Regions from separate parts of the Mus musculus genome. Here all the other regions are linked to region 1. The links are chromatin contacts, called in public ChIA-PET, HiChIP or PLAC-seq and promoter capture Hi-C maps. All regions are on one chromosome and are shown on one strand. The core of a region is the stretch at or near the end of the contact, and the rest is flanking DNA. Distances in the headings are between cores, read along the strand shown.

The links. Promoter capture Hi-C pulls out the DNA fragments that hold promoters and counts their contacts. ChIA-PET counts read pairs in DNA pulled down with a chosen protein or histone mark. HiChIP or PLAC-seq counts read pairs in DNA pulled down with a chosen protein or histone mark. Capture Hi-C pulls out chosen DNA fragments and counts their contacts.
Region 2: a contact with region 1 is called in an H3K27ac HiChIP or PLAC-seq map of embryonic stem cells, with 5 times the contacts expected there. The contact joins the promoter of Ncoa5 here to the promoter of Elmo2 in region 1. A contact is called at or near these places in 24 of 39 promoter capture datasets (the 3T3-L1 cell line, 3T3-L1-derived adipocytes, the C10 cell line and 13 more), 1 of 15 datasets of contacts at CTCF or cohesin (the NIH/3T3 cell line), 8 of 484 Hi-C or Micro-C datasets (CD4 T cells, the G1E-ER4 cell line, Th1 cells and 3 more), 24 of 115 datasets of contacts at active chromatin or transcription factors (the 230-238 cell line, the SCID.adh cell line, acute myeloid leukemia and 15 more) and 3 of 9 other capture datasets (adipose tissue, liver and pancreatic islet).
Region 3: a promoter capture Hi-C map of liver shows a contact between it and region 1, with 2.1 times the contacts expected there. The contact joins the promoter of Mmp9 here to the promoter of Elmo2 in region 1. A contact is called at or near these places in 26 of 39 promoter capture datasets (the 3T3-L1 cell line, 3T3-L1-derived adipocytes, the C10 cell line and 16 more), 3 of 15 datasets of contacts at CTCF or cohesin (the NIH/3T3 cell line, embryonic stem cells and large pre-B cells), 6 of 484 Hi-C or Micro-C datasets (the HPC-7 cell line, Th1 cells, embryonic stem cells and 3 more), 23 of 115 datasets of contacts at active chromatin or transcription factors (the 230-238 cell line, the NIH/3T3 cell line, the SCID.adh cell line and 16 more) and 4 of 9 other capture datasets (adipose tissue, liver, macrophages and 1 more).
Region 4: a contact with region 1 is called in an HNF4G HiChIP or PLAC-seq map of pancreatic cancer cells. The contact joins the promoter of Pcif1 here to the promoter of Elmo2 in region 1. A contact is called at or near these places in 13 of 39 promoter capture datasets (the 3T3-L1 cell line, the C10 cell line, HPC-7-derived erythroid cells and 8 more), 2 of 484 Hi-C or Micro-C datasets (bone marrow-derived macrophages and embryonic stem cells), 5 of 115 datasets of contacts at active chromatin or transcription factors (acute myeloid leukemia, bone marrow-derived macrophages, embryonic limb bud and 2 more) and 3 of 9 other capture datasets (adipose tissue, embryonic stem cells and liver).
Region 5: a promoter capture Hi-C map of liver shows a contact between it and region 1, with 2.7 times the contacts expected there. The contact joins the promoter of Zswim1 here to the promoter of Elmo2 in region 1. A contact is called at or near these places in 8 of 39 promoter capture datasets (the 3T3-L1 cell line, 3T3-L1-derived adipocytes, cranial neural crest and 5 more), 1 of 15 datasets of contacts at CTCF or cohesin (the NIH/3T3 cell line), 4 of 115 datasets of contacts at active chromatin or transcription factors (acute myeloid leukemia, embryonic stem cells, extraembryonic endoderm stem cells and 1 more) and 3 of 9 other capture datasets (adipose tissue, liver and macrophages).
Region 6: a contact with region 1 is called in an RNA polymerase II ChIA-PET map of memory CD8 T cells, with 7 read pairs. The contact joins the enhancer-like site here to the promoter of Elmo2 in region 1. A contact is called at or near these places in 1 of 484 Hi-C or Micro-C datasets (bone marrow-derived macrophages), 4 of 115 datasets of contacts at active chromatin or transcription factors (acute myeloid leukemia, bone marrow-derived macrophages, embryonic stem cells and 1 more) and 1 of 9 other capture datasets (macrophages).
Region 7: a promoter capture Hi-C map of neural stem cells shows a contact between it and region 1. The contact joins the promoter of Slc12a5 here to the promoter of Elmo2 in region 1. A contact is called at or near these places in 19 of 39 promoter capture datasets (the C10 cell line, the HPC-7 cell line, HPC-7-derived erythroid cells and 13 more), 5 of 15 datasets of contacts at CTCF or cohesin (the NIH/3T3 cell line, embryonic stem cells, large pre-B cells and 2 more), 10 of 484 Hi-C or Micro-C datasets (the MNK3 cell line, Th1 cells, cortical neurons and 6 more), 23 of 115 datasets of contacts at active chromatin or transcription factors (the 230-238 cell line, SST interneurons, acute myeloid leukemia and 15 more) and 5 of 9 other capture datasets (adipose tissue, embryonic stem cells, liver and 2 more).

What each region holds. Positions count from the first base shown.
Region 1 is chr2:165,324,954-165,328,266 of GRCm38.p6, reverse strand. Elmo2 (engulfment and cell motility 2) reads left to right here and starts at 1,788. Exons shown (of 21, transcript NM_080287.2): 1 at 1,788-1,849.
Region 2 is chr2:165,032,886-165,036,497 of GRCm38.p6, reverse strand. It overlaps Ncoa5 (nuclear receptor coactivator 5), which reads left to right and starts at 1,719. Exons shown (of 8, transcript NM_144892.1): 1 at 1,719-1,815.
Region 3 is chr2:164,946,201-164,949,936 of GRCm38.p6, reverse strand. Mmp9 (matrix metallopeptidase 9) reads right to left here and starts at 1,718. Exons shown (of 13, transcript NM_013599.4): 1 at 1,540-1,718; 2 at 873-1,102; 3 at 506-654; 4 at 100-228. The coding sequence starts at 1,680.
Region 4 is chr2:164,877,610-164,880,999 of GRCm38.p6, reverse strand. It overlaps Pcif1 (PDX1 C-terminal inhibiting factor 1), which reads right to left and starts at 1,632. Exons shown (of 17, transcript NM_146129.3): 1 at 1,511-1,632. It overlaps 4930445K14Rik (a long non-coding RNA gene), which reads left to right. Exons shown (of 2, transcript XR_003953757.1): 2 at 959-3,390.
Region 5 is chr2:164,820,848-164,824,426 of GRCm38.p6, reverse strand. It overlaps Zswim1 (zinc finger SWIM-type containing 1), which reads right to left and starts at 1,741. Exons shown (of 2, transcript NM_028028.2): 1 at 1,227-1,741. Zswim3 (zinc finger SWIM-type containing 3) reads right to left here. Exons shown (of 2, transcript NM_178375.2): 2 at 2,300-3,579. The coding sequence ends at 2,738.
Region 6 is chr2:164,848,184-164,851,795 of GRCm38.p6, reverse strand. Pltp (phospholipid transfer protein) reads left to right here. Exons shown (of 16, transcript NM_011125.2): 8 at 192-283. Among named protein-coding and RNA genes, the nearest start is that of Pltp, 7.7 kb to the left of the region's middle. Within about 2 kb of position 1,540, at least 42 of the 459 cell types and tissues checked have an H3K27ac peak or open chromatin away from gene starts, as enhancers often do. A contact at or near this core is called in memory CD8 T cells, where this site is marked.
Region 7 is chr2:164,966,592-164,969,866 of GRCm38.p6, reverse strand. Slc12a5 (solute carrier family 12, member 5) reads right to left here and starts at 1,879. Exons shown (of 26, transcript NM_020333.2): 1 at 1,413-1,879. The coding sequence starts at 1,464.

The DNA of each region.
Region 1 (3,313 bases), core at 539-3,038:
AGCCCACTGTGGACAGTGACACTCCTGGGTTGTATAAGAAAGTGCTGGAGCAAGCTACCTGGAGCAAGCCAGTAAGGAGTGCTTCTTCTTGGCCTCTGCTTCTTGGTTGTTGCCTTGACTTCCTGCCCTGATTTCCCTCAGCTGTAGACCTCGGGGGTGCAGGCCAAATCAACCCTTTCCTCCCCCAAGTTGCCTTTGGCTGTGATGTTTTAGCACAGCAATGGAAACACAAACCCAGACATCCATGTTCTGAAGGTGACATCAAGGCCCTCGCTGGCTCCCCAAGTTGGACTGACTGAATGGAATACTCTTTGGTTTGTCATTGGTGCCTTAGGGGGAGGGGAAATGGGGACACATCTGTTTAAACGTCCCTGCAAACACCCTGTTTCAAAATAGGCAGCAAACAAAGAAATAAACAACCCACCACAAAGAGGATGCTCACAAGACTACGGAGGACAATAAGAGATAATAATGTGAATCTGATAGGGTCGTATGAGGCTCCCACAGAGCAGCAAAGGACCTGGGGTCCAGAATGGTGCTGCAGACAAGGGTGGCTACCCTATGTTCCAGCGTAAAGCTATTTTGGAACACGGCCATATGCTTTATCCTGGGTGGCTTTCGATAAAACAAAGACAGAGACTGGCTGGAAGCAGGCAGTATGTGAACCTATTGGAAGTGTGACTGGCCGGCCCCTGCACAGGCCTTATTAGCACTGTGATTGTGGGAGGGGAGCTTTGCTTCCTGGGCACCATCCTGTTCACCAGCTGATAAGAATCCGCTTCAATTCAATTCAATTGCAGGAGTCAATGTAACTGTGCCTGTAAAACTGCTTCAAAGACAGTAAAAGGTAGCCATTATTTCCATCTCTCTGCTGAGCGGCCAGCCGAGTCTCTACAGAATGGATAACAAAATGTCTGTCTTCTGGCATTGTCCTAAGGATCTGCTAAGAGAAATGATTAAAAAAAACAAAATTTGGAGTTAAACAGGGAGATAGCGTCTTGCTGTATAGTCACCGGTTGTATAGTTAGTTGGTCCCATAAGACCCCTAGTCTTTTCTTCTGCAACTGGGGATCGCATACTAGCCCTCCCTACCAGCCTGCTGTGAGCTTTAAGGGAGATGGCAGGAGTGAGTCCTTGGCGCTGTGCCCGGCCTTGTTAGATCCGCAGGTGCGGTGACGAACGCCACCTCCCACGGATCCCTACCAACAGCACAGCTGAGCTGTACCCCTCTGCCTCTGCTCAGCGCCCACGGTCAGCCCTGGGTGCCGGTATAATTAGCTCCATCTCCGTAGTGAGCAGCCGCGGCTGCTCATAGCCTCTGACACGACTGTCACCTCCCACTCAGTTCCCTAAATCAGCTATTCCCATCGTTGAGTCGGATCAGGTGAGCATCACCAGAGGATAGCTTGCTCCTTACAACAATGGGTCTCAAGGACCCAGAGCGCGCCCCCTCCCCGCCCCTCCAACCTCCTTCACCCGGAGGCTGTGTACAGAAATAAAAGAGAAAAAAAGTTTGGGTGGGGAGCAGCCTCTAGTGTCTGCTGGGAAATCACGTTCCTTTAGACCCAATAGCCTGCAGAAGAATGGTAGTCTGTCTCTTTAAGAGGCCTCCGCGGAGGGGAGGGGCCAGCCGGCGTCGCTCCAGCCCGCGCCCTCAGTTAGGCCCGCCTCCCTTTTATTGACAGACAAACAACCCAGTGAAAGCGAGACTTTTCATCTTGACAGCAAAGCGGAGCAATAGAAGCCCGGGCCGCCCTTCGCAGGGCGGGGCTTCAGGAGGGCGGGGCAGACGGGGCCAGTGGAGCGGCGGCGGGACGCGGGCGCGGAGCTGGGCCTCGGCGGGTGCCGGGTGAGTGAGGGACGCTCGGGGCTCGAGGCAGAGAGACAGAGTGTTGAGGGTTGGGAGCCGGGGACCGAGGTTGGGGTTGAGGCGGAGGGCAGCGTCTGCCCGACCTCCAAGCCCGGGCACGGTGCCGATCCGGTAATCCCCCTGCGGTCGGTACCGGCCCTCTTTCCTTCTCCACTGCCCGGCTTCGGTCCAGGCCGCTCTCATTCGCTTCTTCCCGCAGCATTGCAATGCCCGGGGTGCTCCGGTGCTGGTTTCCACCCTCCCCTTTTTCCGGGCCCTGCAGATCTGGTCCTTCGCCGCCCTCCCTAGGCTTAGGCTGCTCCCGGCCTGGTTCTGTTCCTTCTCCATCCCTCGCTCTGGCCACCCTCAGAGTCCGCCGCCCCTACGTCTAGTCTAGTAAACTTTTTTTCATCTTCCCAGTCTTCCTTCCGAAGGCTTCCGGGGTCCCGAGTTCTGACCCTGGTGCGACACTCTGAACATTCTGGTGTCCCTACACATCAGTAGCTTTCAACAGTTTGAAAGTGTTGATTGACGTCTGCCTGTCCCAGCAGGTAGGAATGCCCAGGAGGAAGAAGACCTTACCTGATGTTGCTCCATGCACCCACAGCGTCTCAGCAGGCCAGACACTATAGATGTTTACTAAATGAATGAACGAAGGGCTAGAGTTTGCCTGGGGGATGCAGCCGCAGCCCCTGACATCCCATCTGTTGTGGGTGGAAGCCACCTTTTGGAATGCTTTCTGTGTGCCGGGCACTAGGCCAACCTGGGCTCTCCAAAAGAGAAATAATGCAAGTCACATTTGTTAATTAAACTTTTCTAACAGTCACATCTCAGGAATGTAAAATATGTAAGTGGAATAATTTACTCATGCTTTAGTTAATACATTTCAGATTATAATTAGGAATTCACATAACCAATGTAAAATCACGTTAATGGAGTTGTTGACTGTTTGTGTGTGTGTGTGCTAACTTCTTGAGCTCTGGTGTGCCTCACTCTTGGGACAGCACTTCTTGCTTCTCAGAAGAAGCACGGCAGCCATTTGTCAAGTGGTCGGTCAGTAACCACATTGCTAGGGTGGCTGCCTTGGCTGTGAAGTGCTCAGTAGTGTGCAAATGTGAGGGCGTTTAGTTCGAGTTGTGGTCTTTTGAGGAGACTATCATTATTTGCATTTACAGATTAAAAATAGCAAAGATCCTAAAAGAGTTTACCTGCCCAGATTCATTCTACCGTTTGGAGCAAAAGAGACAGGGCTGGTTCAAGAAGGGGTTTCTCTGTGTAGCCCTGGCTGTCCTGGAACAATCTCTGTAGACCAAGCTGGCCTCTGATTAAGGGCATGTTCTACCATGCCCAGCTTGTCTGTTGCTCTTGAATCTTGTTATTCTTTTTATGTTTGATGCTGCTTCTAAGAGGTGCCAAGAAAGTTTGGGGTGCAGGGTATGAAGACTAGACTGCTTTTAAAAATGA
Region 2 (3,612 bases), core at 470-2,969, 290 kb after region 1:
ACCAGGCTGGCTTCGAACTCAGAAATCCACCTGCCTCTGCCTCCTGAGTGCTGGGATTAAAGGCGTGCGCCACCACTGCCCGGCAATCTCATACATTCTTATAATCATTTTTTACAACCGTTTCGCCTGTGTGTAAAGTTAGTTTCTAGTTACAGCCCAAGAATGACTTCTTCCCACCAGCACGCATCTCAGTGTGCAGCTACACACTCTAGTGCAATTTCTTCTTAGTTTGAGCTCTATCTTTCTGCTAGCCTCTACTCTCCAAGAGGACAGAAGGTGCTAAGATGTGCTAAGATGGTGCCTAGCACGTAGATACATATCAAGTCACAGTGTCTTTTAAGCAATTATTTTATAATTAAAAAGTTTTGAGGCAGGGTCTCCCTTGCTGGCCTGCAATTCCTTATTTATAGGCTGGCCTTGACTGCACAGTGGTCTGTCTGCCTGCTTCTGTCTCCCGAGTGTTGTTATTAAATATGTATAGTGATACCGGGCGTCGTGGCACACGCCTTTAATCCCAGCACTTGGGAGGCAGAGGCAGGCGAATTTCTGAGTTCGAGGCCAGCCTGGTCTACAGAGTGAGTTCCCAAGGCTACACAGAGAAACCCTGTCTCGAAATACAAACAAATATATATATATATATACAGTGACATACCAGATGGCTTTTGTGTTTTAATGCGTGCGTGTGTGTGTGTGTGTGTGTGTGTCTGTGTCTGTGTGTGTGTGTGTGTGTGTGTACATGGGGTTGAACTCAGGTCATCAGACTAGGCAGCACACACTTTTGTCCCCAGAATCACCTTACCAGCCACGCTTTGAGGTCTTTGTAGCAAATGTACAAGAAACAGTGAGTCAACTAGCAGAATGAATATAGGATCCGATGTTTAAAGAAACTGGGCTTCTCACAGTGTTCAAATCCCACAGTCACCAGTTTAGTTGGCCTGTATTGTTCAGGAGGAAGACGAGGCCCTACGGCATTTGAGGCACGAGGCGATTCATGTAGCCGGAGCTTTGATTCATGGAGAGCATTTACAACTGTAAATTCCAGTCCCTGTGACAAACTCTAGATTAAAAGGGGGGAGGGGGGACCCACACCTTTTTTACATGCTTCGTGGTCGACAGTAACGTTGAAGTCAATTTTTGACCTTGAATATTTCTCAAAGAAATATCTCAAGAAAAAAACCGTAATATATCTCCAGGAGCCTCTTGGCTCCTAGAGACAGCTAGGCAACTAATAGGATCCACAATGTATTTAAATGCAAATTTAAACCCAGCTTTTTCTTCACCTCTCTGCTCTCTTTGTTCCTTGTGATCAGGTTTGGGCACTGCACATTTTCCATCTACAAATGCTTGGCCTTTCGGGGCTTTAAGTTTTACAGGGATGAAAGTACTGGGGGACTTGTTCTTGTTACACAGTTATGGATGAGGAAAGGGGATCTGGAAAAGGGAAAAGCCAGACAGCAGTCCTGCGCGGGGCGCAGGCGTGGAGCGGGTCCTCCACTGAGACCCCGTTACTAGGCAACCGCTGGCGTTCTCAACCGCCGCCCCAGAACCACCGCCTCGCCCCCGTCGCCAAGGAGATGGACGCCTCAGCTCAGCCCTGCCGTAAACCCGCAGGCTCTTTACGACACTGCCGCGGCCGCCGCTGCGTGCGCGCCCTCTGCCCCTACCTCCACACTCCGCCCCGGCCGCCATTGCCTCGTGCCCGCGCTAGTCGGTTGGTGGCGCCTTTGTCCTACGGCGGGCAGGTGGGCAGAGGCCGAGGCGGCAGCGGCGGGCCTGAGGCGGAGGAGCGGCGGGGAGGCGGCCACGCCGGTAGCGGTGAGTGCCGGGGAGCGGTGGCCGTCCGCCGAGGCGTAGTACTGATGGGCAGGCGGTTGGGGGGGCGACGGGGACGCTGAGGCGGGAGGGCCCGTTCGACGCGCGGCCTGCTCTCCGGGCACGCGCGAGGCTGCGCATGCCCCGGAGCGGGGCGCGGCTGCCTCCGGCTCCGGTCCGGTCCGGTCCGGTCCGGCCCAGACCCGAGTCTGGCGGACCCAAGTAGGCGAGCGAGCGACTGACCGTGCGCTGAGGTGGGCACCGCGGCCCGTTTCGGTCGCAAGCTGCTGAGGCTTCTTTGTAGGATCGAGCACGCCCTGCACTCGAGAGTCTGTGAAGTCGCTCGCCCGGGGCTTTGGTGGGCGAGGGGAGCTCTTGTGAGTCAGTGGCACTGGAGGGCTTCGAACCCGGGTCCAGGATACCGGTCTCGGCGGCGGTGTCCAGGCGCCAAGCAGCCTAGGGAGCGCTGTCGCCCTGGGCGTATTCTCGAGATGTCAACTTGTGTGACAGCTCGCCCATTCTATGGACGTGGACCCTAGGCCCGGAGAACCGGGCGAGAGAAATTGTGCCGGAGGTTCGTACGGACACGGCGCCGGAACCTACTGGCTTCCCAGGGCCCTTCCCGCACCCCGGTAGCGGGTCAGGGGCTTTGCTTAGGACCACGTCTCCCCAGCTTCCGTCCCTCGCGCTGCACCTTTACAAGTCCGCCTACATCTGTACTAGATACCAAATGTTAAATGTTTTTCTTTAAACTGACTCTGACCCTCCCTCCTTAAATGCATTTGTTTAAGGCGGAAATTTTGAACCCCAAACGGTATAATGGAAAGCCAGTTATTTCTCTAACGCTCATAAAAAAAATAAATACCTGTCTATTAAAATAAACACTTGTGTCCTTGTTCCTCCTGAAGTTGTGCGCTCCAGGCTTTGGGAACCGCTGCCCTTGGAGTACGGGGTTAATTGTCATGTTATGTCTTTCACTGTATATGGAATTTTTCCCCCTGCGGCATTCCAGCTCCCATTGCAATGTCCCGGGGTGTCCCGGGATCTTCAGGGTGATGATAAATATTCTGAGCTTTCTCATTGTAAAAGGTTGTCCTTTAGAAGCGCTAATCTCAGGAGCTGCAAGAACCATCCCTCAGATGTACTGGGTGTGTTTCCTCGCTTTCTTACAGTATTGTGGTGTGGTAGCCACCTTGAAAGTTCATGAAAGGATGCTTCTGCAAACCCTGATGTGGCTTTTGACCACAGAACACTTAAACTTGTATCTGTCTGAGTGTGAAAAAGCAACTTTGTATCAACATTTTGGAACAAGGCTCTAGTTTTGCCTTGTGGGGATTGGAGACCACTTGACTGATGGTTAGCGTGCATGCCTGCCTTCCTTTTGGTTTGTCTCTTCCATTTAGCTCGTCTTTCCTCTTTCATATATTTTTTGAGCCCCTAGACATGCATTAGTCTCTACCGAAACATAGGAGACTGCTTCTCCTTGTATAATGTGCTAGCAAAACAACCACATTGCAAGACTAAATGGAAGGTATTTTTCTAGATATCAGCAGTTTCATGTCCCATTAGCTATCTGATCATAAATTCAGTTTTTAAAAAGTGTGAGAGCAGATTTACTTTATTTTCTGAAAGGAAATTCAGAAAAGCCAACTTGGACCATTCCAGATACCCCAGCACCAAGGGCTGTATGACAAGAAGTCTGTATTTTGGGGGGCTGACCTCAGGTTGAGCACAGAATAGAACTAAACATAAGATCATCCATTGGTCCCAAACTTCTCAGGAGCAATAATGTACAAAGAA
Region 3 (3,736 bases), core at 469-2,968, 380 kb after region 1:
GAGGCTAGAGTCAGGGCGTCTGGCCACACACCAGTGTAAGAGAAGGGAGTTGGGACAGGGGTGGGGATGGGGCGGATACTGGAAGGCTCAGGATCTCACCGACGCCTTTGCCCAGCGACCACAACTCGTCGTCGTCGAAATGGGCATCTCCCTGAACGCCGGCGCCAGGGGGAAAGGCGTGTGCCAGAAGGCCGTCCTTGCCGTCGAAGGGATACCCGTCTCCGTGCTCTGCAAGAGGCCATCGGAGAGGAAGGGACTCAATCAGCAACACTTTGCTCTCTTTAAGGGCAAGAGACTGAAAGCGACTGTGTCTCCCGCTGAGCAGCGCACCAGACTTTGAGAAGAGGTGACTGCGACTCCAAAGCCGCTGGGGGTTGGGGGAGGTCATTTGTGGAAGCAGCGACTAGGGATTGTGGGGCAGGCATAAGAGCGGACAGATCTGCTGTCCCTTCTACTCTGTCCGTGGTCGTCCCTCCCATAGCCTGCCCAGCCCGGGAATTCTCACCCGCGACACCAAACTGGATGACAATGTCCGCTTCGGGTCCGTACACGCGGGTGAAGGTGAGGGGTGCCACCTCGCCCCACACCGCGAAGGCGCGCGCGAAGGCGTCATCGATCATGTCTCGCGGCAAGTCTTCAGAGTAGTTTTGGATCCTGGAGGTGAAAAGCCAGCGTCGATGGGGGATCGGGCATGCACGGATTACAAATGGGGGTGGGCGGGGCAGCAGCTACACCACGATCGCTTCAAAACACACAGGGCTGCAGCCTCTCTCGGAACTTGTATTGCTAAGGATCCCTTGTGTTCAGCTAACCGGAGGTGCAAACTGGCCTCCAGTCCCACCCAGGCACCTGCTTCTAGCCCGACATCTCACCAGTATGTGATGTTATGATGGTCCCACTTGAGGCCTTTGAAGGTTTGGAATCGACCCACGTCTGGGACACCACAGCGTGGTGTTCGAATGGCCTTTAGTGTCTGGCTGTCCAGCTCACCAGTCTGGGGCAGGGAGAGCTGCTTCTGAAGCATCAGCAAAGCCGGCCGTAGAGACTGCTTCTCTCCCATCATCTGGGCGGCCCGGGTGTAACCATAGCGGTACAAGTATGCCTGTGGATGGAGGAAGGGGCAGAGACATCACAGAGTTCTGGCACCTTGGCTCTGGACCTCTGGGCCACATGCTTAGGGACTCTACGGCCAGGACACCAGTTCTTCCTACACAGCTAGAATTCCCCTATCCTGAGGACAGCATCACACCTCGACCTCAGATGATATAAACCATGCCTACCCCTCAGCCCCACTAGAGTTTAACTGTTCACTGCCAACCTGCGCCATGTCACAACCCTTCGAAGCCGAACCCAATCTGTCCCTCCAACAGACCCGAATCTGCCCAGAGCCTCCAGACCACCTACCCCCTACTGCCTAACCCTGGCAGACATGCCCATCACCCCCAAATCCAGAAAGCATATCTGAGGCCCCATTCCTTGGGAGAGGGGGACATCTTCCTGACCAGCCCTTCTCAGCTATCCACCGAGCCATCTGTCTACCTCTGCCAGCTGGGTGTCCGTGAGGTTGGAGGTTTTCAGGTCTTTGGGGAAGACCACAAAAGTCGGCTGGCGCTGGTAAGGGGCAGCAGAGCTGCAGCCGAAAGCCAGGAGAGCCAGGAGCAGGGGCTGCCAGGGACTCATGGTGAGGACCGCAGCTTCTGGCTAACGCTGCCTTTGCAGAGATTTTAAAGAGGCAGTAAAACGGAATCAGTGACCCCGCCCCTCCCCTCCAGGCTTATGCTGACTCAGCGTGTGTGTGTGTGTGTGTGTGTGTGTGTGTGTGTGTGTGTGTGTGTGTGTGTTTACACTACCCCCTCCCTTATGCCCTGCCCACAGTCCCCCATTGCCAAGTCAGGCAGGACCCCCAGACCCACAGGAAACCACAGAACTCAGGGTTTAGTTTCTGCAAACTGCAGACTTTGTGGGAAAGGGAAGGAGGGTGTGCAGGATGGGGCATTCACCTAGCCCTAGGTCTGACGGCCCTGACTGATCAGCCCAGTAAAAGACTGGGAGACCTGAGGCCCGAGACCCCTCTTCCTTGGGCTTCTGAGACACCCCCTCCCTGGCCAGAGTGCAGCCTGGAGCCCATCCCCACACTGTAGGTTCTATCCTCTCATCCCCGCCCCCTGATAGAGTCTTTGACTCAGCTTCCTCTCCTGGCCTCTGGGAGCAGGCTCTTTGAGGCAGGATTTGGGGAATTCCATGGGGCAAACCCCTAGCTCCAGCAGGCTGACTCCTTGGGGAAGGAAAGATGAGCCTGGGGGGCGGGGGGACACACACATGTGGGAGCAAGCAGAAGCTTCATCCTTCTCAGGCTAGCACTATCCTTCCTCTTCTGTTTAAAGAACAAAAACAGACCCTTTGTCGCTCAAGCCTTTGTCCCTATATTGATCTGAGGATAAAATGAGACTCTCGAAACACAGAAAAACCACTTTCAGCAGTGTTCACGAGACCTCAGTTGATGGTGTCAGGTTTGTGATTGGAAATTAGGAGACTGGGGTCTTGGCTCTAAGCCTTGGGGTGACCTGGATGGGGCAAACACCTTCCTCTCCCGAGCTGTGAGATCGTCATGGACCCTTCCCCTCCTCCAGCCCTGCCCTGCTCCACTCAGGAAAGCTTTGGCACAGTCTTGCCAACAGCCGGCAGCCCCCGGCCTTCCATCCTCCTCGCCTGCCACCATGGTGGAGCAGGGCCTTGATCTGTCTTCAGCAAGCTGTTCTGACTAAGCCTCCTGTGTGCCCAGACCTTCATGTGCTTCCCAACGAACAGACCTGTGAGCCGGAGAGAGAGAGCTGGGTGTTCTCCCAAGCTTCTCTTAGATGCTTCTCACTGGTGAGCTCCAGCACTGAATTGCAGTTCTGGGTCTACCATTTCCCAACCTCGTCATTTCCCAACCACCTTGGGCAAGGCATTTCACCTCCAGGCCGCAGTGATCATTCACTTTTTTGATTTATTGTGTTGGACGTTGTGATACGCTCTCTACAAAACTCTCCTATATATTGCTATCCCATATGTGTGAGACTGTGTGTGTGTCCATATGTGAGTCTGTGTCTGTGTATGAGTGTGTGTGTGTGTGTATGCCCAAGCCTCTAGGGTCTCACACATGCTAGGCAAGTACTCTACAACTGAGCTGTTCCTAGTCCTTGTTTTTGTTTGTTAATTTGTTTTAGTGTGTGTGTGTGCGTGTGTGTGTGTGTGTGTGTGTGTGTTTGTGTGTGTGTGTTTGTGTGTGTGTTTGTGTGTGTGTGTGCATATGTGTGTGTGCAGGGACACACATCCATGACTGCCAAGGCAAGAGGAGATGTTGGCTGTCCCCCTCTGTCATCTTTCCTTTTGTTCCTTTGAGGCAGAGTCTCCCTAAACTTAAGAGCCCAGGGATTTGCAGCCAGGCTGGCCGCCAGCAAGCCTTGGTAACCCTGTCTCAGAGTCTCCATCTGTCAGTGTTGGAGGTGAGCAAGTAGGTGCCGCACCCAGCTGTTTACGTGGATGTTGTAGCTCCGAAGTCGGGTCCTCCTGCTTCTACAATGAATGCTCTGACCCACTTGGCCATTTCCCCAGCCCACCCTCCATCTATTGAGACAAAGTCCAATTGGAAGTCAGGCTTGTGCTGAACTCCCATCCCCTGCCTCTGCCTCCCAAGCGCTGTGTCATAGGTGTGCACACTATGCCTGGCTAACAAGGTTAGTTTGGGAGGTAA
Region 4 (3,390 bases), core at 383-2,882, 450 kb after region 1:
TCCACCTTTATTGAAAATTTTGTGTCCCCCAAAATGTGAAGGATGCACCTGGTAGATGCAGTTGTTAGAGAAGGCAGAAGCAGCCCGGCCTCGTGCCACCTAAACAGGACACTACAGCAATCCCAAACCAGCTGAACCCCAACGACACCTATTTGCAGTTAGAAGCAGGAGGGGTAGAACTACCAAAGAATTTGTAACTTTAGGGCAGGGTCTCACACAGCTGAAACTGGCGTAAAACTCCTAATGATCCTGCCGGAATCGGAGTGTTAAAGATTATCGCCCTTAGTCATCCTATCCTGCCTTGGTCATCCATCCATCTCTTAAGTGCTAGAATTTCAGATCTGTGCCTTCACCCTCGACAAGATTTTATTTTTAAACGCACCCCAGATGGGACTGGGAGACAAGATGACACACTTTTGCACTTTACACAGCTTGAAAATGTTAACTTGGAACTTGTTAAGTGCTGGTAATAAAGCTACTTAGTACACTGACTGCCCGGCATATGTGAAACCTAGGGTTATATCCCCAGTACCACATACACACACATTAGAGCCAGGTGTAGTGACAGACGACTTTAATCCCAGCACTAAAGACACAGGGTTTCTGTGAATTCGAGGGCAGCCTGTTCCACATAGTGAGTTACAGGATAGCCAGGGCTACACAGAGACCCTGTCTTTTAAAAATAAGATAAACTCGCGTAGATAGGTGCAGCAGGTCTCTGGCCAAAACGCCAGCTCTGAAGTTGGCCAGACCCAAGTTCAAGGCCGTGCTGCCGTCCTGACACCTACGTCAGAACCATCTGACCCCTGCACCGTAGTCTAGCGTTCTGTGGACTCTCGCTGCTGCTCCCATTAAGTGACTGTTTTCACTTAGCCTGTGCCTTCCGGACCCCCACGCATACCAAAGTCGGAGAAGCGCAGCGTAGTCTAGAGACAAACAACTGTATCTGCGCAAGCAGCGGAACTCGGACTAGAAAATGCATCCGATTCCGGGATTGGAGGAACATGGGCGGGATCACATACCAGAGTACCAATCATAACGCCCCGGCTCTGGTGGGCGGAGCCACGCAGGCGCACAGACGGGAACCCTCCCCCACCCCGCTCCCAGCGCGCTCCCGCCTGCCCCTCCCGCAAGCCCAGCGGGGGCGGGAAGTCTGGCGCGCGCGCGCCGGCCCTTCGCCCGGGCTCCGCCCCCCGCCCTGCCGCGCGCTCCCGCCCCCGGGCTGAGGCGACTCTGAGTCGGAGCCCGACACAAAGGCGGTGGCGACGGCGGCAGCGGCAGCAGCGAAGGGACCCTAGAGGCCGCTCCGCCCGGGCTCTCCGGGCCCACTGCACTCACCCCAGCCGGCAGTCCTGCTGCCCACCCGCGGCTCTAAGATGGCGGCGACGAAAGAGACCGGGCGAGCGGCAGCCCCGAGCGGGAAGCGCCGGAGGGGCCTCCGCCGTCCTGCTTCGGACTCCCGGACCCAGGCGCGGCACGCAGCGGGACCGTGGCTTCCTGGGGCTCTTACCTGCCCGAAGCGGACTCGAGGGGATGCGGCCACACGTTCTGCTCGACCGCCCGTTTTGCCGCCTCCGCCTCGCCCTCCCCAGCGCCGCTGCCGCCATCTTGTGTCCCGGGCCGGGACTCCGCGCTGCGCATGCGTCGGTACCGCCTCTGAAGGACCTCGCCACGGCCGCGCCGCCATCTTGAGTGTGGCAACGTTGACTGGCTCCCCAGACCTTGATGGCTTTCGCCCCCACCCCCCGCCCCCAACTCCCCATTTTCCGGTTGATCTGGGTGGTCCCTTGTGGTCCTGAGGATGGGGAAAAACAGCGTTGCTATTCTTGAAACGTAGGTGGGAAGGAAGGAATCTATCGCACACCCCTGCCTCAGTTTCCCTGCCGAACGCATTCGCAGGGGCTGAAGATCTAGGACACTTTAGGGGGCACGAAGCTGGTCTAGAGTCTTCTGGGGGCTCTGGCTCAGTTGCCGACATAGGCGGAGCGGTGACGTAGGCCCTGCACGTTGGGTCCTGGCCTGCACAGTGCTCTGCCGCTTCCAGCTGGTGTCCTCTCGGGGCCTCTGCCCTCTAAGGGTCCTGGAATGTTAACTCTCTCTGCCTAGAGGCCAGGTGACGAAGACGTGCAAATCGAACCTTTGCGCGTTAGCAACCTGCTCACAAATTGCTCTTGAATAGTCGTAGCTTTTGGAGGAGTGCAAATAGGGTAGATGTGGCTTTGGGCAGTTGTAAAGTTGTGAAGGCTGCACACAGCTTAGTGGGAGACGCTTCTGCAAGGGGCCATCGTCGGGCTCCCTTCCGGAATTAGGCTCCTAGCTCCACCCACTTGTGGCCTCCTAAGGAAGCTGTTGCCCAGTTAAGGTAACTTGAAAGGAGGACAAGTTTGCCACCTGCTGCTGGACTAGCGTAGCAGATGGCCCAGCTGGTCAGCCTCTCAGGTCTATGACGCTGTCGGCGCTGGCTGCCCAGTAACTTGGAGCTGGAATGTTGGGAGGTCAGGAAAAATGGTCAACAATATAAACTAGTAAGAGTTGGAGGAGGATCTTGTCTAGTCTGCCCACAGACACCTGACCATCGACCCCAGGTGTGTCCATCTTAGGGATTTTTTTGTTCTTTTGGTTTTTTGATAGTTCTGCTATATAACCCTGGCAGACCAGGAACTCAGCAGTCTGTCTGCCTGCTGGGTGCTGAAATTAAAAGCATACACCATCATGCATCTCGAATCTTGGGAGACTGATAAAGGGTCACTAGTTTGAGAGGTCAGCAGGGCTACAAGATACTTGCTTTAAAAAGGAAAGTTTAACTTGGGAGGCAGAGGCAGGCAGATTTCTGAGTTCGAGGCCAGCCTGGACTACAGAGTGAGTTCCAGGACAGCCAGGGCTACACAGAGAAACCCTGTCTCGGGAAGAAAAAAAAAAAAAAAAAAAAAAAGGAAAGTTTAAAAGGGGAGTTGGTTAGGGGTGTAACTCAGTGTTTCCCTAACCTCTGACCCTGTTCCAGTTCTGGTTTTTGGTTTGGTTTTTTTTTTTTTTTTTTTTTTAAAGATTTATTTATTATATGTAAGTACACTGAAGCTGTCTTCAGACACTCCAGAAGAGGGCGCCAGATCTCGTTACGGATGGTTGTGAGCCACCATGTGGTTGCTGGGATCTGAACTCCTGACCTTCGGAAGAGCAGTCGGGTGCTCTTACCCACTGAGCCATCTCACCAGCCCCTTGGTTTGGTTTTTAAGCTAGCCAGGTGCGATAGTTCCTTTACCCGCAGGACTCCTAGCTCCATAGGGAGTTCCAGACCTGATCTTTTTCAAACAAACGCAAATGGAGTCAAGAGTGTGCACACCTGAGACCCCCAACAGCACTGGAAAGGCAGAAGCAGGAGGAGGCTAAGTC
Region 5 (3,579 bases), core at 492-2,991, 500 kb after region 1:
AGCCAGCCCAGGAACTAAAAAGGGCAGGAAGTCACATGCAGTGGTGTACCTTTGTGATCTAAGCTACCTAAAATGCTGAGACAGAAGCGTCACCAGGCGTCACTGGATCAGCTCAAGACCAGCACAGGCAATTTAGAGAGAACCTGTCTTAAAAAAACAAAAAACAAAAACAAAACCCCTAACAACCACCACACACTCATGCATGCAAAAATCCCGAACCAACCAAACAAAAGAACTAGGGAATTGGGTGTGGCACCAACACCTGTAATCCCAGCACCTGGGAGGTGGAGGCAGCAGGGTCAGTTCAAGGTCATTCTAGACAATAGGAGATCATAATAGCTCACTGGCAGTATAGAGGATTGAAAACACATGGCCAATCCTAGCACTTGGGAGGCAGAAGCAGGCTGATCTCTGTGAGTTCTAGGCGAGCCAGGGCTGTTACACAGAGTACCCCTCTGTCTCAAAAAACAAAACAAAAAAACCCATATGGCATGTGGACCTTCTTTTTCTACAGAAGGATTCTGCTGTGTAGCTCTGACTTGTCCACAGCAATCCTCTCACCTCAGCTTCCAAGTGCTGCAAATAAGGCATGTGTCAACATTTAATTCTTTTTTAAAAATCATTCTAAATATTTGCATGGCCTTTCTGTTCACAAATTCTTATAATTCTTACCAACTTTTTCTTTGGTCCTGGTATATACCAGGAAAAAAAAACTGCTCAAAATTTGCTGTGAAATATTGAGCAAGCCAATTGCCTTCTCTGAAACTTGATTCCTTTCACTTTATTTATTTTTTTCTTTTGGCTTTTTTCGAGACGGTTTCTCTGTATAGCCCTGGCTGTCCAGGAACTCACTCTGTGGACCTCGAACTCTAAAATCTGCCTGCCTCTGCCTCCCAAGTGCTGGGATTAGAGGCATGCGCCACCACTGGCCGGCAATTCCTTTCACTTTAAGGGGGCTAGCATGTGTGTAACCTCTCCTGCGCCTACACATATCCTGATTGGATGTAATGCTTTATGCAAATGTTTCCCATTTGGCTCCATTCACTGTCCCCATTTCGCCGATGAAAGACTCAGGTTCAAAGACACATGAAAGACTGAGGTAGAAAGCATAGGCTATCTGTCCATCATTACAACAGCTGGAAGCCGAGCTTTGGCTCCAGATCCTGATGGCATCCTATAGAGTCCCAAATTATGGATCAGGAAGGGAAGGCGGCCTCTGACCTCACCTGAACACCGGTGGGGGACGCGGAAGGCTGAGGTTCGTGTTCAAGCCCAGCGGAGCCGAAATCCACCTTCCACTGGTGGAAGCTGAATGCACTAGTCGCTGAGACCCGGCTTCACGCCTCCACGGCCGAGACCATTCGCGCACCGGCAGACGCGGCAGCCATTCCTCCCACTGGGCCCGCCTCCGACTGACTGACGTCCAGCCTCGCCAATCACCACGCCAGCTTCACAATGACTCAGACCAAAGGAGCTCGCTGTGGAACTTGGGAGTTACGGACCAATCCTGGACTGGCAGCTCCTGGACGGGGCTGTTGCCAGGGTTACAGAGGCTCGGCCAGAAATCACCAATGAGAGCTTGTGGAAGGATGTTCAAGCCCGGAACAGGCCGCCCGAGGGCGAAGCCTCCCTTCGGTCTAGGGGGCTGGAAAGGCGGCACCTTTTAAAGGCCAAAATAAAAATAAAAAAGAGCAGTGTTTTATACGGACAACATTTAGTTTGTCGGCTATCGAGCTGTCAAGCTCCGTAGATACAGAATGGTGGAAAAAGGTGCAAATGTAATCCTGCATTCTTTGCCTTGTGGAGAAACTGAGGCTTGTAATTCCGGTTATTCAGGGTCTGAGATAGGATCAAGAATTTGAAGCTAACTCAGGCAACCTAGTAGGACCAAGTCTTAAACAGCTGGGTGTGGTGTCACACGTATTTAATCCTAGCACTGGGGAAGCAGAAGCCAGCCTGGTCTACATCAAGTTCCAGGCTAGGCTTCTCTCGAAAATAAAATTAAAAAGTTTAAATTAGGAATTTGCCCACAGCGTCCCAGCAAGTGGCTTGCAGTAAAATCTAGGATTTAGGTCGGTCTTTCCTCCTGGTCCCTGACAGGACAGAATGAACAAGACAAGCTACCATCTGTGTTGTAGGATAGGTTGGTAGGAAGAGGGCAGAGTATGGGGGTGCATTACTAACCCTCTGAATGTCAAGTACCCCATTAGACAACATTCATGGTTCCTTTAAAATGACAACGTTTTGAGGCCGCTAGTCTGGGCTACATGAGGCCCCGTCTCAAAAAACACAAACGTGAAACAAAACAAAAACCGACTTTATTAGTGTGAATAAAAATACGTAACAGGTATTTTCTAAAGAGCAGCAACAGTTGACAATCAAGGGCTACCCTCCTCCCCCTCTGTCTCTGGACACAAAGCTCCTTTCCGGGCCCATTGTGTTTATCCTAACCTGGGCAAGGGTTCGTCTGTGTAGGCTGGGAAGAAAGGAGCATGCCCTTTCATATGGAATAACTTTGGCTTTGAACAATGAACAAGGTGTCTACAGAACGCCAAAGGTAGGGCTGAAATGAGGCAGGGTCAAAGGATTGTCACAGTGGAGTCCCTCTCCCCCGAGTTTTAAGATCTTCTTAGCCCTTACCTAGGAAGACACTGATAAAAATACTGACCTACAGTCTGACCCACCACTTTGAACTGTCCCAAGGTGGTTCTGAGATGGGTTCACTAGTACAAACACTTCAATCATGAACCATGGCTTCAGCAAGAGGGGGGCTGTCTGCTTCCTCTAGCTTTCCCCAGAGGAAAGGGAGGCAGCCCACGTCTCTGAAGTCAACTGGCTGCTGACTGGACTCAGGCAGCTGATAGGGGTCTGCCCAGATGTCCACAATCTTGCGCAGGGTGGAGCAGCGCTCCTCCAGCTCTGGCCCCTCGGTCTGCATCAGCAGGTTTGCCAGCTCCCTGCTTAGGTCCCGAATCATGTGGTTCTGACCTTGCTTTTCAGGCTGATCTGTGTTTGGGATGATTCCACGGTCTTGCAGCTCCCCATTGGGGTCAAGGAGGTGCTGGTATTTCTTCTGCCACCGGCAGCACACCATGGCTTCCCCTACTGGCTGCTGGCTGGTATGCAACAGAGCCAAAATGTGGCGGCATGGCAGATGGTAGCACTGTTGAAAGGAGCAGCTGCAGCTACAGCCATCTTTGCTCACCTGGTGTGAGTTCTCTAGCAGCTGAACAGCCACTGAGGAGCCGGCCTCGTCTACCAGGTGGGTGGAATTCTGTACCACCTCCCACTCATTATGACACAACTTGTAGGCTAGTTCAGAGCCACTCTGGTGCAAGATGTCTAGCATGCCAGCCTTGGAGGACTGATCCTGGGGCTGTGGCAACTGAGACTGTGCTGAGTCTGCCTTTGTCTCTTCTACCTCTTCCACAGGGAGCCTGGTGTCACCCCCACCACAAATTCTAAAAGGCTTCTTGGGCCTTGGAGGCGTGCTTGGGAGCCGAGTTCTCCTTAACTTGGGAGCATTTGTGGGCAAGCTCTTCAGACCTTTGGTATTAAAGAAGTCTATGTAATCCACAA
Region 6 (3,612 bases), core at 291-2,790, 480 kb after region 1:
GAGCTAACCATGGCCTCCTGATTGAGCCCCTACAGCACACCAGGCTCTAGCTGCTTCCCATGGAAAGCCAATTTGATCTTCGTAAGACCTCTGTGAGGGGCGTGTCACTACTTATGAATGAAAGGCACAGAGAGGTTAAGCACTGGGCCCAATGCCACCCAGCTTGGACTGACCCGAGCCCCTTCCCGCAGTGCGCAGTTCTGTGGATGATCTCGTGGGCATCGATTACTCCCTTCTGAAGGATCCTGTGGTCTCCAACGGCAACCTGGATATGGAATTCCGGGTGAGCTGCCTGTGTTAGTGCCTGTGACCTCTGACTGCTGATGGGTTTCCCTCGTCTTTGGGGCTGAGCACGGCTCTGAAAGGTCACTCTGACCTGCGGTGACTCCTGCGTCCACTGCAGGGTTAGGTTCAGCCTCCTAGATCGGAGGTAGAGTCCTACCTTTCTATTTCTTTAAAGATTTTTTTTCAAGATTAATTAATTTATTTTGTGTATGTGAGTGCACTGTAGCTGTCTTCAGATGCACCAGAAGAGGGCACTGGACCCCATTACAGATGGTTGTGAGTCACCATGTAGGTGCTGGGAATTGAACTCAGGACCTCTGAAAGAGCAGCCAGTGCTCTTAACCTCTGAGCCACTTCTCTAGCCCCAGCTCTACTTTCCTAACTGCATTCTGCATCTCTGTAGCTCCCCAGAAGTCCTTACGCCAGGGACTTGCTTACGCCTTGCCTGTCTCCTGCCTGCCCCAGCCCCTGCCCCTGCCCCTGTGAGTCAGCTGCTAATAGTCTTCTTTCGGTTTCTGAGGGGGATGGAATCCAAGCCCTCCTTGGTCACCACAATCTCAGGATGTTCAAGTTCATTATTGAAAATGGTGTCCCATGTGTGGGACATATAATCTTCAAACATCCATTGGGAGATGTGTGTGTGTGTGTGTGTGTGTGTGTGTGTGTAGTACACATGTGGAGGTTAGAGGACAGCTTGCAAGAGTTGATTCTCCCCTCCCATCTAGGATCCTGGGGATCAAACTAGGATCCTCAGGATTGGCCGCAAGCTCCCTTACCTGCTGAGCCATCTTGTAGGCCTGACAATGCTGATTGTTTGTTTGAGGCAAGGTTTCTTTATGTAGCCCTGGCTGTTCTGGAACTAACTCTGTAGACTAGGCTGACTTTAAAGTCACAGAAGTCCTCTTGCCTCTGCCCCAAAATGGTGGAATTGAAGGCACAAATGCTTCTTTTTCTCTTTTTCTTTTTTCTTTTTTTTAATTTATTTTGGTTTTTGAGACAGGGTTTCTCTGTGTAGCCCTGGCTGTCCTGGAACTCACTCTGTAGACCAGGCCGGCCTCAAACTCAGAAATCTGCCTGCCTTTACCTCCCAAGTGCTGGGATTAAAGGCGTGTGCCACCACCGCCCGGCTCTCTTTTTCTTTTAAAGGTTTATTTTCTTTTCTGTGTGTGGGTGGCTTTGCGTGCATGTATTGAATGTGTGAGGAGAGTGTCAGATACCCCGCACTTGGAGAATAGACAGCTGTGAGCTGTCATATGGTTGCTGGGAACTGAACCCACATCCTCTGGAGGAACCGCTAGTGCTCTTAACCACTGAGCCATCTCTTCAGCCCGTAACTGCTATTTTTAATTATGGTTGAATTTGTGGGTATGTTAATTTCAATTTTTTTAATTTTTTTTTTTCATTTTGAGTTCAGAAATAAGTATTTTAGCTGGGCTGGGTGGTAGTGGTGAGCGCCTTTATTCCCAGCACTCACTGAGTGAGGCCAGCCTGCTGTACACACCAGAAGAATCAAGGCTACTCAGAGAAATCCTGTCTCAAAAAAGTATTTTATTTTAGGGAATTTAAGAGAAAGAGTAAGGCATTCCCGGCTAATAGGATGGGACCCTGGAAGTACAGTACTGTCTAGCTGCTAGTCTGAGGCCTTTTTACAGGACTGGTGGCCGAGACCAGGGTGAGGAGAGAGGAAGGAGCTGGTCGGTCAGGGTGGCTCACCCATGAGGTGTCCAGGAGCCATTTTGTTTTCAGTCTCCTCAAGTATAGCTTCAAGGCAGGAGTGACAGATAACCAGGAAGCAGGAATCGAGCAGCTCCTGGTGTTCCTGCCCCCAGCTAGGACTTACTCACTGCTGGGGCAGTGTGTGTGTGTGTGTGTGTGTGTGTGTGTGTATGTGTGTGTGTGTGTGTGTGTGTTTCTGTTCCACCTGGCCTGTTTCTACCTTCTCATCCCTTCCTACCCCAAGGGGTAAGTGCCTTTAGGGAAGGAATTTGGGAGCCATCAGTCTGGCTCCTTGGAACTGAGTAAGTTGTCAGGTGTGGCAGTTGGAGTACCCCTCCAGTGGGCCCCATTTAGATGGGACCTGGAGAGTGATCAGTAGCTCTGTTTGTTTAGCATCGGGGTGTAGTGAGGGTCCTTGACTGATGGTTGGTTAGTGATGTGATAGGGAAGGGAAGACGAGAAAGGGACCAGGGACCCTTGAGTGGAGGAAACAATTCCCTCCCAGTGGGAACAAGCAGCGTTTATAGAACTTAGCAGTCCAAGCCCTAGGCAGAGAACCAGAATAAGGCTGAAAGTAGGGCACGTTCATCAAGATGGTCAGTGGTGGCACACGCCTTTTATCCCAGCATTTGAGAGGCAGAGGCTGGTGGATCTCTGTGAGTTCGAGGCCAGCCTGGTTTACATAGTACGTTTCAGAACAGCCAGGGCTGCACAGAGAGACCCTGCTTCAAGAGACAAAAACAAAACAAAACAAAAAACCAACAAGCTGGGCATGGTGGCGCACGCCTTTAATCCCAGCACTTGGGAGGCAGAGGCAGGCAGATTTCTGAGTTCAAGGCCAGCCTGGTCTACAAAGTGAGTTCCAGGACAGCCAGGACTACACAGAGAAACCCTGTCTCAAAAAAACAAACAAACAAACAAACAAACAACAAACCCCAAAAAAATCTGAATCAAAGCCCATTAGCATCCTTAACAGGCTCAGACAAGCATCTATCCACAATTAGCTTAGTGGACGTTCTCTTCTCTGGCCTTCGAGTGATGAACCCACTCTGCCTTCCAGCGTTTTTGACATCTGGGACATCAGGTGAGGTCGCTCCCAGCTGGATTACTCCCCCTTCAGTCCCTGGCCAGGAAATCAGGAATTACTGGGGTGTCTTTGAATTGGATTGAGGCCTTTTCTTTTGCTCAACATGTGCTTAGAAGTAGGGGGGGCCATCCTGAGCCCATAATTTTCAGGGCTTGTTTTTTTTTTTTTTTTTAGACGTAGTCTCACTCTGTAGTGCTAGATGGCTGGAGCTCCTATGTAGACCAGGCTGGCCTCAAATTCATAGAGATTTATGTGCAAAAAGCACACCCACCAGGCCTGGCAGCTTCAGGTTCTTATTTCACAAATTTGAAGAATGAAATGTTGGACCACAGCGGGGACTTTTATTAGTATTTTATTATAGGGAGATGAATAGAAGGCAGGGTGCCTACTGAGTAGGAGTGGGTCCCAGGAAATAGGGCACCTGCTGTCCCTGCTGTATTCATTTTAAGGATGTGAAGACTTGCACAAGGTCAGCAGTTGCTATGTGACCACCTCTGCTGTGGTCGGCAGCAGAATGTTCTAAA
Region 7 (3,275 bases), core at 630-3,129, 360 kb after region 1:
CAGCAGTTCTGTCCTCAGTATAGGACTCAGCCCCATGGGAGAATGGGAAGGGGATATCTCGGACAAAGGATCAGGGACTCTGGTGCCCCCAGCCTTCCCACGCCTCTAGTTGGGCCTGACTGTGATCCAAAATCAAAGACCTCAGAGTCGAACCTGCTAATGTCTGTGAGCTCATGCTTTTAGCTCTTGGGGTCTTGGACCATCTCCAGGGGAATCTCGGCCCAGAGGGTCAAGCAAAGCCTGGGGGAGCGTTTGAAGGCGCTGAGCGCAGACAGCAGGCACTGGAGATGCGCTAGTGCGCAGGGGACGCAGCGCCGCTTAAGGGTGGGGGCTGGGGGCGGCTGACAGCCGTGATGGATGGCTGAGACCGCTGGGGGGCAGCGAGGGGCCTGGGAGCCCGAGGGGGTGGCTGGCCCCAAGACCTCGGAGCAGAGAAACGGCAGTAAAGGGTGACGGAGAAACGGAACAGCACACGGATTTGCTCCAGAGCCCCTTAGCTCCTGGCAAGTCTTTGCACCCACCGCAGCGAGTCCGCAGTGTCGCCACAGCGGTGGGGAGTCAGCCACTAAGACCCCGTTTCTGAGGCTTCACCAGGATAGCTAAGAGAGCTAACTATAAAGACTTCCCCCCCTGCCCCGCCCTGAAAACCACACTGTCGCCCTAGGGTACCAAGAGAAGGGGGGAAAAGAGCGAAGAATAGGATCTTGCTTCCTGTCCTGAATAGGAACCCACGGAGAACCGAGAGGAAGAGGAAATCGGCAAAGTAGACCAGAAAAACCCACAGAAGTGGTAGCTTCAGGTTGAGATAAGGACTTCAGGAAGCCTTGGGGGAGGGGGTTCTGGTTGCACCAAGTGTCCCCTTAAGGAGACACTGCAGCCCAGACGAGAGCTATCATATGCCTCCAAACCCCAGAGCCATCACAACCCCCCCCCCCCACCTTTTAGCTGGAAACTCAAAGCGAGGAACTGCAGCAGACTGCGCCCCTAGAAGCTGCTGGTCCCTGCTCTGCGCCAGGACGCCCCGGTCCCCTCTCCGGGAAAGGAGCCTCCCTCCTGCACGTCGAACAGCACGTCAGCCCTGTTCTAGCTATTTCATCCCCTTCCCACGGCCTCTCCGGTTTAGCTAATCCAAGTCTGCCCCCAGGCCGTGGATCATTCCAACCCCCAGTTCCGAATCTGCCTCGGAGCGCGGCGCATTCCAGAACCGTGGACAGCGCCTAGCGCATTCCAATGGAGCTAGCCTCCCTGCAGCCTCCGGCATCCGCCGCCCCGGTCAGCCCCAGGCTGTTCTCTGCAGGAGGCGGCCCCGGCTCTGCCCCCCACTCCGAAGCTGCCCTCCTCCTTCTCCTTCTCCTCCTTCTCCTCCTCCTCCTCGCTGCCCCCTCCCCCGCCGCCCCCGGACCACTGCTTACCGGGGTTGGCTCCCCCATCGCCGTCCTCGCAGTCCGTCAGGTTGTTGAGCATGGTGGCTGCGCGGCGCCGGGCTCGGGATGGCTGCGCCGCTTCGCCCGCGCCCCTCTGCCCGCCTTCTCCGCTCGCTCGCTTGCTCGAGCTCTCTCGCTTGCTCTCCGCTCCACGGAGGAAGAAGCTGCAGTGCCCGCCCGCCCGGCGCACACACACTCGCACACGGACACACGCTCACACCCGCGCGCGCCCCCTCTCAGTAGCGGCGCTGCTCACCTCATCCCGTATGCAGGAGGCGTGAGCCACTGGCGGGTTTTCTTTGGAGGGGGGGACCGGAGGGAGGGAGGGAAGGGCAGAGAGGCGGGCAGAGAGCTCCGGTGGCCCCCTCACGGGAAAACTGGGGGCTTGCGCGGGTGGTATGGAGGGGATGCTGCGGGGGACGCGGCCCTCGCTTCCCTAGAGCAGACGCAGCCCCCCCCCCCACTCTGGCGCAGGCGGGGCCCGGCACGTGGGCAGGTGCCATCCCGCGCCCTAAAAATAACGGCAGGGAACTAGGTCGCGGCCGTGGGGAGGCGGCCCCGCAGCGGCTGCCTGACTGAGGGTCTGCGGTGACCCCTGAGAGAAAGATGTGGGGGACTGAGGTGGCAGGGGCGGGCGCTGTGGAATGTAAGGGCCCCAGGGAGCTGTCTACCAAACTGGTGAGGTAAGGCCTGGAGGAAAGAGAACCAGACCTTTTCCCAGATCGGTGTCCTAGCGCCTGAAGCCTAGGAGAAAGATGGGGCCTAGGCCCCCATCAATGGGGCACTGTGCTGCCCCGAGGGGACTCAGGTCAATGGGTCTGTTTGGCCCATTCTGTTTTTAAATCGGTGGCTGCCACTAGAGGAGTTGTAGAGAACTCTCTCATGGTGCTCGGGCTGGTTGGAGTCTCAGAATCCTAACCCCAAGACAAGACCCTGGAGTCCACACCACAGACAAGGGGATTTCTCCTGTGGAATGATCTATGGATGAAATGCAGCGAGGAACAGGGAGCACTGGGGTCCTGTAGCACTTCCTTCCCACCCGAGATGGTGCAGCCTCTAGGGAGGGTATGCTGGCCCCAAGCTGGCCAGGAACTGAGTGGGGGAAGGGGAGAATGAGGCCACCTGCCGGTTGGGGACCAGATTTTCTCCTGGGGCGGGAATGTCTAATCCTCTAATCCAGGATTGCTTTCTGAGGCTTCCAGGCCGGACATGCTCTCCTGTCCTCCTCTTCTGAAACCAGCACCCCCCCCAGGAGCTTGATTACCCTGGGACCCCGAAGCCAGACTTGGGCCAATGGTGGAGATGCTTCAGAAAGTGACATTTGAGGTTTAGACCCTTTGCATCTAGATCTAAACATACTAGCAATGGAAAGAGGAAATAGCTATACAGTCACCCTGGTTCCCAGCTTGAGTCCTCAAAAATCCCTGGAGAATTGTAGGACAGAACTGTTCATCTTATCTAACGTATAGCTTTCATTTCGTAAATGAAAAAAACAAAAACAAAAAAACTAAGCACCCAAGAGAGAAAATGACTGCCTAGGCACACAAAGCCAATGAGTAGCAGAATTCAGTCTAGAACCCATTTCTATTTACTCCAACTTAGGTCTCTTCTCAATAGAACCTCTTTTTAAATTGATCTTGCCTCCAATGAAAGAGACAAGAATACAATCATATCTACACTACCAGCTGCCTCTGATTCTCTGCTCCAGGGGAAAAAAATCAGCAGAGTTTGAGTCTGGGATGGGCTTTTCCCCTTCTGTGCCCAGGTTAGAAAAATGCAGGACTAGAGGCGACCCCTTGGCTGGAGCAGTAAGCCTCCCGTGTCTGCGAGATACTCTTAATAGGCAGGCAT